Regions from separate parts of the Mus musculus genome. Here region 1 is linked to region 2. The links are chromatin contacts, called in public HiChIP or PLAC-seq maps. All regions are on one chromosome and are shown on one strand. Each heading gives the region's core, a stretch centred on a gene start, on an enhancer-like site or on the middle of the called end of the contact. The rest is flanking DNA. Distances are from core to core; before and after follow the strand shown. Region 1 has its middle 44 kb from the start of Gm33104. Region 2 has its middle 48 kb from the start of Gm40607.

Region 1 (4,907 bases), core at 305-2,804, 240 kb after region 2:
TCATTTGCTTAAATCAGCCCTCTGGAATAAGGTGGTAGAGGGAGATATTAGTTTCCAATCCCTCTCCTGCTCGCCTGGGGAGTCTGCCTGCATGAGCACCTGTTGTGTTTCTTCAGTTTTAGTGAAATCCATTGCATACTGTGCCTAAGATTCTTCCTGATCAAGAATTGCAGAGGGATACAAGTCTGTTATAACAGGGCCTATCTCGTGCTTCCAGTGCTTCTGTGTTTGTCAGGTGGAACACAGTCTGACTGAATGTTAGTGAGCCAGCATCCGATCTAGACTTTCTTTAAAGCCAACAATTCTCTATCCTGCCATACGACTTAAACAAATATTTATAGTGTACTTTATCAAAAGATACTTCGGCTATCAAAGGATAGCTTAACAAGCTCAGTAGAAAATGTATTTTTTACAGTGTAAATAAGTAAGTTTCATTATAACTATATCCATACACGCAATGGAGAACTTTCTAGTCAGAGAAACTAAGTATTTATTATCTAGTTCCTAATTAGGCTTTCAATATCAGTGGAGAGTTTTCAGTGGTTTGATATGTTTTGTTTTTCAAAAGAATTACCTAACACATAGCTTTTATTCCATTAAAATCCCTTAAATGGAACAGTGAGAAGGAGGAGGAGAAGGAAAAGGAGAAGGGGGAGGAGGAGAAGGAAAAGGAGGGGGAGGAGGATGAAGAGGAGGAGGAGGGGAGGAGGAGGAGGAGAAAGGAGAAGGAGAAGGAGAAGGAGAAGGAGAAGGAGAAGGAGAAGGAGAAGGAGAAGGAGAAGGAGAAGGAGAAGGAGCAGGAGAAGGAGAAGGAGAAGGAGAAGGAGAAGGAGAAGGAGAAGGAGAAGGAGAAGGAGAAGGAGAAATCTGTGATGATAAGGCAGACCCGTAAAACTGGTGGTCATCATCATCTTGCATCTTGGTGAGGGCTCGGAGTTGTGATGCCTTCCATAGAGAAAGAAATAAATGATTAAACCGTACCTTGAAGGATAATTAGGTATCGTTCAAGTAAAAAAGAAGAGGTGAACAAGAAGTACACAGAGGCCATAAGGTAAGGAGGGGACACTGGTAACAGATGTTAGCTGAGTCATAACCTCAGGGCAGGGCTGACTCAGCCACAGAAAACTCAGGCTCAGAATGTGAAAGGTGAGGAGTTCAGAACATGGCGAAAACCATCTCTTTAGACTTCTTAAAATCATTTGACTCAAATCAGGAATTCTATAAAGTCATTAATTCATCTAAAAGGCATTAATTCATGAAAGTTCATCTTCATGTCAATCTGCAGCTGAGCAAGACACCGAGCTGTCTCCAGGGTGCTCTTGCCCACTGTAGCTCTTCCTGCCTGGTGTCCAACAGTCTAGAACTTGGTGCTCAATTGCTTAGGAAAAACAAAGGAGGGGGTTTTGTGTCTGAATTCTATGAAAGGAGTAGTGTTATGACAGGAAAGTGGGGCTGGAGCCTAGACCAGAACACTAACATGTAAAAGGACCTAGCTGACAGGAAGACCCAAGCCCCTCCTCACCGGGGCTTCACGCAGCTAATAGAGTATGCACAATTCAAACACGACACACCACAACCTCAAGAGCAGGTGTGCTTATAAACACCCTATAAGAAGTTCACACAGTGTATGGCCCACTTCCTGAGCACGTGTTCTTCCGTTGGCTCACTAGCCTACTTCTGTCTCCGAAGGCTTGTCCTTTTCTTAATAAACCATCTCTATGTGGCTATGATGTGTCTCTAGTCCAGTTCTTTATTGCAGCACACACAAATCCAAATATTTCAGCAAATTCATTTTGCCTGTTGCCTAGGGACTCAGATCCCCATCTACCCATGGCCACTGAGATAGAAGCCTGGATGTGTCAGTCAAACCATGAGTAGTAGATACCCTGAAAGGCTCTTTACTATTAAATTTATCCAAGCTAATCCATTTCAAAATAAGACATTGAACAATGCTAGTGAGTGAGTTCTTCAGAGAAAGCATGAGAAAAGAAAACAGTAATAGACCATGGTAGCAGTGGGTGTTAAACTCATGAAGAAAAAGAGACAGAACGTGAGCTTGAGCCTGGTTGGGGTATAGCTTGGTAGTAGAGCACTTGCCTACCATGGGTTTCAATCCCCAGAAAAGATGAGCTTACAGAGGATTCTGAAATTTAGGCAGAGATATGCGTGAGGAACAGAGAGAACTCTCTAAACCTACATAATCCCCTGAAGTCACTCAATTAAAAACCAAGTTATTATATTGGATTATCTAAAAGTAAAAATCCACTTACATTTAATCTTCAGAAATAACTCACTCATTATGCATTCAAGTCTCCACAGAGGGATTTGCAAGCCAAGGACAGTGGCCCAGAAAAGCAAAACCTACCTCTTTCCTATTACAAGTGCACACTCACAAATCTGCAAGAGTTTGCAAAGGCAGCTTTGAACACCTCTTTCAACACCCAGCTTAAAAGTATTCTGTAATATGGTCAATTAAAAGCTGCTTCTCTCTGAAGAATGGCAGGACTCCCAGCTCTGTGTGTGGAAACCCCGGCTCTGTGCTACAGTTGTTGTTGTTGTTGTTGATGTTGTTGTTGTTGTTGTTGTTGTAAACTACATAAGGCATGATTGCCCCGCCACCACACACTTAGGTTATCAAAGCTTGTCATGGTACCTGTTACAAAGCATGAGTGGGTGCTTAACTTTTTTCAGCCTAATTTGTTAACTCATCACTCAATAAATAGCTGATAGATGATGAAACACCTCTAGAGTATGTGACACACTAAGATAAATTCAACAGGAACAGATATGCATGAGCCCCACCCTCAAGGAATTCCCAGGCTATTAGCAAGGGCTGCAATCAGAACACAGTTAGAGCAAATATTCGTGTACTTGCAATTCACAGTTCAAAGGTCAGGTGCTGTGTTCTATTTACCTAATAAGGCATTTGCCCAGCCTTGGAGGCTCAGGAAGCTTGAGGAAGTGATGTTTTGGACTTTGATCTGAAGAAAGAATGGCAGTTAAATAAGTAAGGAGGGTAGAGACTCATTCCTGGTAGGCAGTCCCACACCTGCAGTACTCTTAGGGTAGGCCAGGAGTGAGAAGGCCTGGTTCCTTTCCTACAGCTGGTGGGCCTCCAAGGAAGAACACCAAGGTCATTACTTCCCCACTCTTTTACGAGAGTATTATCACTATTAGTTGGCGCATGCCACTGCAGTAAAACTGTCTAAAGTGGGATTTTTTTTTTAATTAAATCATTTCTACTTGAAGCTAATACTAACTAAGTCTCTTAGTGATGGAAGAGACAGAGTCCAAACTGGCCATCTCTTGTCACCAACTGAAGCTTCTAATACCAGGACTGGGTTGCTTTCAATTGAGTTGTTGGCCAAGAGGTCCCATGGAGATCCCTAAACAACCCAGGCTGTTGCTAAGACAAACTCTCCTCAAACATCCAGGCCCCATTGCTGAGAACCACACCCATACAACTCATTAAACATGGAGAAGTTGAGCTGGGCTCTACATGGATTCACATCTACTCCCTTTGGTGAGAAGAATCTTTGGTGTGGGAAGATACTCTGCAGGTCATCAAAAGAGAAACTTAAATACCAACCTGTCCATAAAACTTTTGATCTCCAGTCTATCCTATCTGAAAAACATTCTGGGACAATGGTGACATAGAACGTGTGGAAGTAGCCAAACAATGTCTGATTGACTTAAGGCTTGATCCCTGAGACAGAACCCATACCCAAACACTACTGGTCTTTAAAAAAAGAAGAAAAAACTATCATTAAAATTACTCCTTATGATATTGTGCTAAACTCATAAATCAGAGTCTTATCCAGTCAGCATCAGAGAGGCTTCCTCTGAGGGCAGATAGGAACAGATGCAGAGACCCACAGCCAGACATTGGGCAGAGAGAGACCTTGAACATCCAGCTCTCAATGGGAAGTTTTAGTCAAATCCCTTCCCTCACAGCTCAGAGAACCCCACAGAAGGGGAGGTGGAGAGTGTAAGAAACTGAGGGTACCGAGGTCCTGCCTGAGTGTGAGGGTCCTGAGGAAGGAAAGAATGGGAACAGAGCTGATGCAGTAATGACTCAGAGTCAGTAATAGACACACACTGCTAGTTCAGGTCCTCTCCTGTCCCTGATGATTCTCAGTATTCGTTATTTAATTTCAGTTTAAGCTTAAGGGTAAATAAACATAGAAAGTCTGAACCCAGTCTTGTGTTTACTAAAGCTACATCATCAAGGCTTTGATCACTGTTAATAATTATCGAGAACTCATAGATTTACATAAGCTCTATGAGTCCCGGATCAATAATCCCAGCCCCCTGTTTCCTTAGAGCAGAACCAAGCACAAAACAAAAGCACATTTAGCCTTCCACAGCCTGTTTTTATGGACATCTGGGCACAGCTCTTCCAGTTTTCTGGTACAGCAGACAGCAGCCTTTAGTAACTTCTTCCATGTAAGAATAGAAAAATGACAGACTACTAAAGTTAAAATGATACCTTACCAAGTTTTGAATTTATGTAAGTAATACACTAAAACAGTTAGCTCTCTCTAATACCTTTCCAGGCATTGATATCTTCAATTCATCAATCAGCTAGAATAACAGAGCACTAACTTTTTATATGCGTCTACATCATCTTTTAAGTCTCTAATCTTCATTTTCTTATCGCAGCAATGCTATAACCTCACGTACTCTCATTCTAATACTATATATTCCTAAAATATATATAAATTTCTATTTTTTCTATCCATACCCTTTCTTCCTGAGATCACTCTAACTCTCTGTCCTCGATATCTCTGAATTCGTTCTGGCTGATCAGTGCAGCAGTCATTGAACCAGAGGGTACATGTACTTCCCAATGATTCCGAAATCATTCAAGGCCAAGTCTGGTAATGAAGCATTTCCTAAAAGGACCA
Region 2 (4,613 bases), core at 1,052-3,551:
CTCTTCCTGCCCTTTCTCTGTCCTTTGCCCAGGAATTCTAAAGTCCCGCCTCTGTTCCCTGCCCCGCCATTGGCTGCGGGCAACTTTATTTACCAATCAAAACTAACTGAGGGAGCAGCGTCCCTCAAGTGTCTTAAGTGCAGGCATGCGGATTCTCATGCAATTTGGAGAGACAAATTAACATAATACAAGCAGCATTATACCAAATCTACAATAGTTGGCTCCAGAGGTTTATCTGCCCCCTGACCTTAGAGTCTAGGCTAGCCGCCTCCAAAGCTATTCAGGTAGTACCACTAGTTACACTGTGTGTTGTGTCCCTCTGAACACTTCATAGGATGGGCAAGAATTCTATTATTACCCACACTTTGGGGTTGGCACATGTATTGGCTAGTTTTGTGACAACTTGACACTGCTGGAGTTGTCACAGAGAAAGCTTCAGTTGAGGAAATGCCTTCATGAGATCCAACTGTAAGGCATTTTCTCAATTACTGATCAAGGGTGAAAGGCCCCTTGTGGGTGGGACCATCTCTGGGCTGGTAGTCTTGGTTTTATAAGAGAGCAGGCTAAGCAAGCCAGGGAAACAAGCCAGTAAAGAACATCTCTCCATGGCCTCTGCTCAGCTTCTGCTTCCTGACCTGCTTGAATTCCAGTCCTGACTTCCTTGGTGATGAACAGCAGTATGGAAGTGTAAGCCAAATAAACCCTTTCCTCCCCAACTTGCTTCTTAGTCACGATGTTTGTGCAGGAATAGAAACCCTGACTAAGATAAATTGGTACCAGCATAGTGGGGTATTCCTGTGACAACTTGACCATGTTTTGGGAAGGACTGTGGAAGGACTTTGGGCCAGAAGATCCATTCAGTGTTAAGAACTCTGTCAGATGTTGTGTAGGAGCTTGGAAGATAACGTTGAGAACAGTGCAGAAAATGGAGGCCTGGCTTGTGAAATTTCAGAGGGAAAATTAAAGACTTTTTTCAGGGCCATTGCTAGTTTGATTGTGAAGATTCTGTGGTTCTGGTTAGCTGGGGCTGAAGAATCAGCTGTGATTAACAAGATACCAGAACTACTAAAGTGAAACCTTTGCATTACTGGGACTATTGATGCTGGTTAGCTGGAGCTAAGAAATTAGCGGTGATTAAGAAGAGACCAGCATCATTGAGGTGACATCTTCTGGGAAGTGTTTTCTGAAAGCACAAAGAGGCTGTGTTCCAGAGTTAGCCAAAGTCGTACCTCATGCTGCAGCAGGACTTGGTAATGTGTAAGAGTCACCCAGGTGGTACTGGTTTTGAAGGCATGAAGGGGTCATGCAGAGCAGCTCAGGCTCGGCACTGTGAGAGGCCATGGAAGGCCATTGGTGAAGGTGCAGCCTCAGTTGCAATTGATGGCCCAGGACTGAAGGGGTCATGCAGTGGTTAGGAGATTCAAGTATCATGAGATGACCACCAAGAACAGCAGAAGCAGTGGAGTACAGGCAGCTGGAGCCTAGAAGACAAGGTGTGTGCTACAAAGGACAGGGCTGGAGAAGTGACCCAAGCCCTTGGAGGAGTCCAGAAGATCGTGAGTGGATCCCAGACATTGGACAGTTTGAGTTTGATTTCACTTTTGATTGTGACTGTGCCCTGATGTTTTTCCCTCTTGAAGGAAGTATTTGAGTGGAGCCTGCAGTTGAGAGACTTTTAATTGTAAAAAGACTTTGGATTTTAAAAGATAATGGATATTCTAAAAGCATTGAGCTTTTAATAAGTAAAGACTGTGGTACTTTTAAAGTTATTTAAGATCTTGGGGATGAATAAGAACTAAGGGTTGAGGCTTACTAGTGATGTATTTGTGTGTCAAGTTGACAAGGGGTCAATTGTACTGGCTAGTTTTGTGTCAACTTGACACAGCTGGAGTTATCACAGAGAAAGGAGCTTCAGTTGGAGAGATGCCTCCATGAGATCCAACTGTAAGGCATTTTCTCAATTAGTGAGCAAGGGGGAAAGGCCCCTTGTGGGTGGGACCATCTCTGGGCTGGTAGTCTTGGTTCTATAAGAGAGTAGGCTGAGCAAGCCAGGAGAAGCAAGCCAGTAAGGAACATCCCTCCATGGCCTCTGCATCAGCTCCTGCTTCCTCACCTGCTTGAGTTCCAGTCCTGACTTCCTTGGTGATGAACAGCAGTATGGAAGTGTAAGCCGAATAAACCCTTTCCTCCCCATCTTGCTTCTTGGTCATGCTGTTTGTGCAGGAATAGAAACCCTGACTATGACAGCACATCAGCATCTGGCATTCTCAGTTTCTCCACTTCCTACTTGCGGCTTCTGTCCCCTGAGGCAGCGTCAGATTGACTAAGTGTTCCTTGTTCCACCTTGCCCCTTCTTTCTTAGGCTCCTATTAAAATACTTTTTTTTTCTTTTTCTTTTTTTTTATTTATCCACAGGTGCTGACTTCATTGTCTTACCAAACTCACAACTGGGTTAGAGGCTTGTTAGAGCTGTGTGCTGGTCCTGTGTACATGACCAGCTCTCACCACCCGCAGGCCTGGCTTGCCTTTTGAGTAAGCCTTCTATTTTCCTTTCCAGTGCTGGGGAGAGTTTGGCTGGAGCTGCTGCGTTTGGTCTCTTTGTTTCATTGTTATGTTCTATTTCTCCACCTTCAGCTATCCTACCCGCGCTGTTTGTGAGTTAAGAAGCTTTCCCTCTTTTTCTGTCTCTGCGGAGTCTGTTCTGTGTCACCTGCACTCCTCTTCTTCATTGCATCACACAGAGACAGTGTCTAACCCACCCTCTCACACAAGAAAATAGGAAGTGGTTTTTATTAACTTCCAAAGTAGATATGAAACTATCAATTAAACGATGGTTTATTGTGGAACTAAGTGATGGGGTAAAAGTAAGTCAACAAGCCAGAGAGGTTGTTCTATGTTGGGTTTTTTGTTTTGCTTTTTGCATTTTTTAAAAATCTGAATATGGTGATATTCAGGAGTGGGCCTGAGTCCCTTGCAAAATGCATGTTTTCCCAACTTCCACTTTAGGGAAGAGTAGAACTTAGCTGAAAATTAGTGGTGGCTGGGACATGCCATACTACACAGAGAAGCACCCAGTGCAAGCCTCTAGGCTGTTTCCCTGGAGAAAGATGATTAGGGTCATTTTAACCTATTCGTACCATTATGTAAAGAGACAGTTCTGCCTACATTAAAACTATAAAATGCATTTTGGGAGTTGTTATTGTGAAACACCATAGTAGAAGAATTGATTCTAAAGGTATGCTATTTGACAACTTTGTACAAATTTTAACCGAATATTATAAAGTTACATTATATTTATTAGTTAAAAAGAAAATCTGGTGTTTAAATATTCCCTTTAAAATAGCTATCAGCTTTCTAGACAATTAGCTGCCTAACAGCTGTTTCCAAAAATACACTAACAGGAAGTAATAGTTCCATGGAATTAAGGACTTAGCAACTGCTTCTAATGATCCTGTTACACCCAAGGAGCAAGGAGAGTGTTGAGAACACTTAAATTAGGGGAAAATGGGCATCATTTTAAAAGTTCAAAGCTCTGATCAGTCTTGAAAACATGGATAAGAACTGATTAAGAGACTTAGGACAGAAAAAGATGTCTGAAATGATTAAGACTTCAGTTAACTTTGGAGATGTTTTGTCTCTTTAACTTCAATCCTGCTTGCCACTTAGCAAGTGTTTGCTGTTTTCATCAGCGGCCAGCCTTTCAGTTAGAGGAGTAAATGCATTTTCCCACAGACAGTATTGGGGTGTTACATGTTTGCATAACACGGGATAGACCGGATTCTCTTCATACACTGAACATTGAACTCTGATCAATGATTACATGGAGTTTTGTTTTGACTGTACACCTTAAGCAATTACTTCTCTCTCCATTTCTTAATAATATAGCCTTACTGTCCTTTCAAATAGAAAAAAAAAATTGAGACCTAGTAGAACTGACTCCAAGACCCTTGAGTCTATAGACACACTCATGAATAGGATACCCAAAAGTCTTTGCAACCCCATTCAAATTCACATTTCAAGTTAGGTTCTTGAGAAAGCCATATGGCTTGGCCAAAAGTAATTTGTCTGGACTCTAAATAAGTGGTGGCTTCCACTAAAGGAGATGCTGCAGTCTCTCCAAAAGGACTTCAGGGTACCAAGAAAGAGACACTGGGGGAGGCCTCTCTTCCACTGTGACTAAATCATCTTTTCACAAACATCTGGGATGGTTATTGTTTGTCACTGTGGGCACTTGAGAAATGCTCTCTGATCCTACCAAAAACCTCTGGTTCTCTGATCTCACAGTCTGTCTCTCTCCATCTCTCCCCCTCAACCTTGCTTTCTTTTATCTCTATATTTTACATGTATCCAGTTTTGACAATGATTGGATATCTATTTGAGTATGTTGGTACTTATTTTCTTACTAACTAAATTACATTTAATATGCTTACAGTGTTTCAGTGAAAGTAATGTTGAAAATTCTCATTGTAATAAGTTCTGTACTTCTTCACTCTACATAAACACTAAAACTTAGTCTTTTCAAAAAATTCCAGACAGCACATCACAAAGTTCATTATCAAATATAAATGAAGTTAGACGAAAGACTTGCCTGTAGTGATAGCATGATGTGTTTC

What was found. HiChIP or PLAC-seq counts read pairs in DNA pulled down with a chosen protein or histone mark.
Region 1: an H3K27ac HiChIP or PLAC-seq map of embryonic stem cells shows a contact between it and region 2, with 2.5 times the contacts expected there. The contact joins two enhancer-like sites. A contact is called at or near these places in 5 of 15 datasets of contacts at CTCF or cohesin (embryonic stem cells, large pre-B cells, liver and 1 more), 77 of 484 Hi-C or Micro-C datasets (the AtT-20 cell line, B cells, CD4 T cells and 31 more), 6 of 115 datasets of contacts at active chromatin or transcription factors (astrocytes, bone marrow-derived dendritic cells, embryonic basal ganglia and 2 more) and 3 of 9 other capture datasets (adipose tissue, embryonic stem cells and liver).

What each region holds. Positions count from the first base shown.
Region 1 is chr10:19,528,742-19,533,648 of GRCm38.p6, forward strand. No RefSeq gene overlaps it. Among named protein-coding and RNA genes, the nearest start is that of Gm33104, 44 kb to the left of the region's middle. Within about 2 kb of position 1,555, at least 62 of the 459 cell types and tissues checked have an H3K27ac peak or open chromatin away from gene starts, as enhancers often do.
Region 2 is chr10:19,288,935-19,293,547 of GRCm38.p6, forward strand. No RefSeq gene overlaps it. Among named protein-coding and RNA genes, the nearest start is that of Gm40607, 48 kb to the left of the region's middle. Within about 2 kb of position 2,302, at least 14 of the 459 cell types and tissues checked have an H3K27ac peak or open chromatin away from gene starts, as enhancers often do.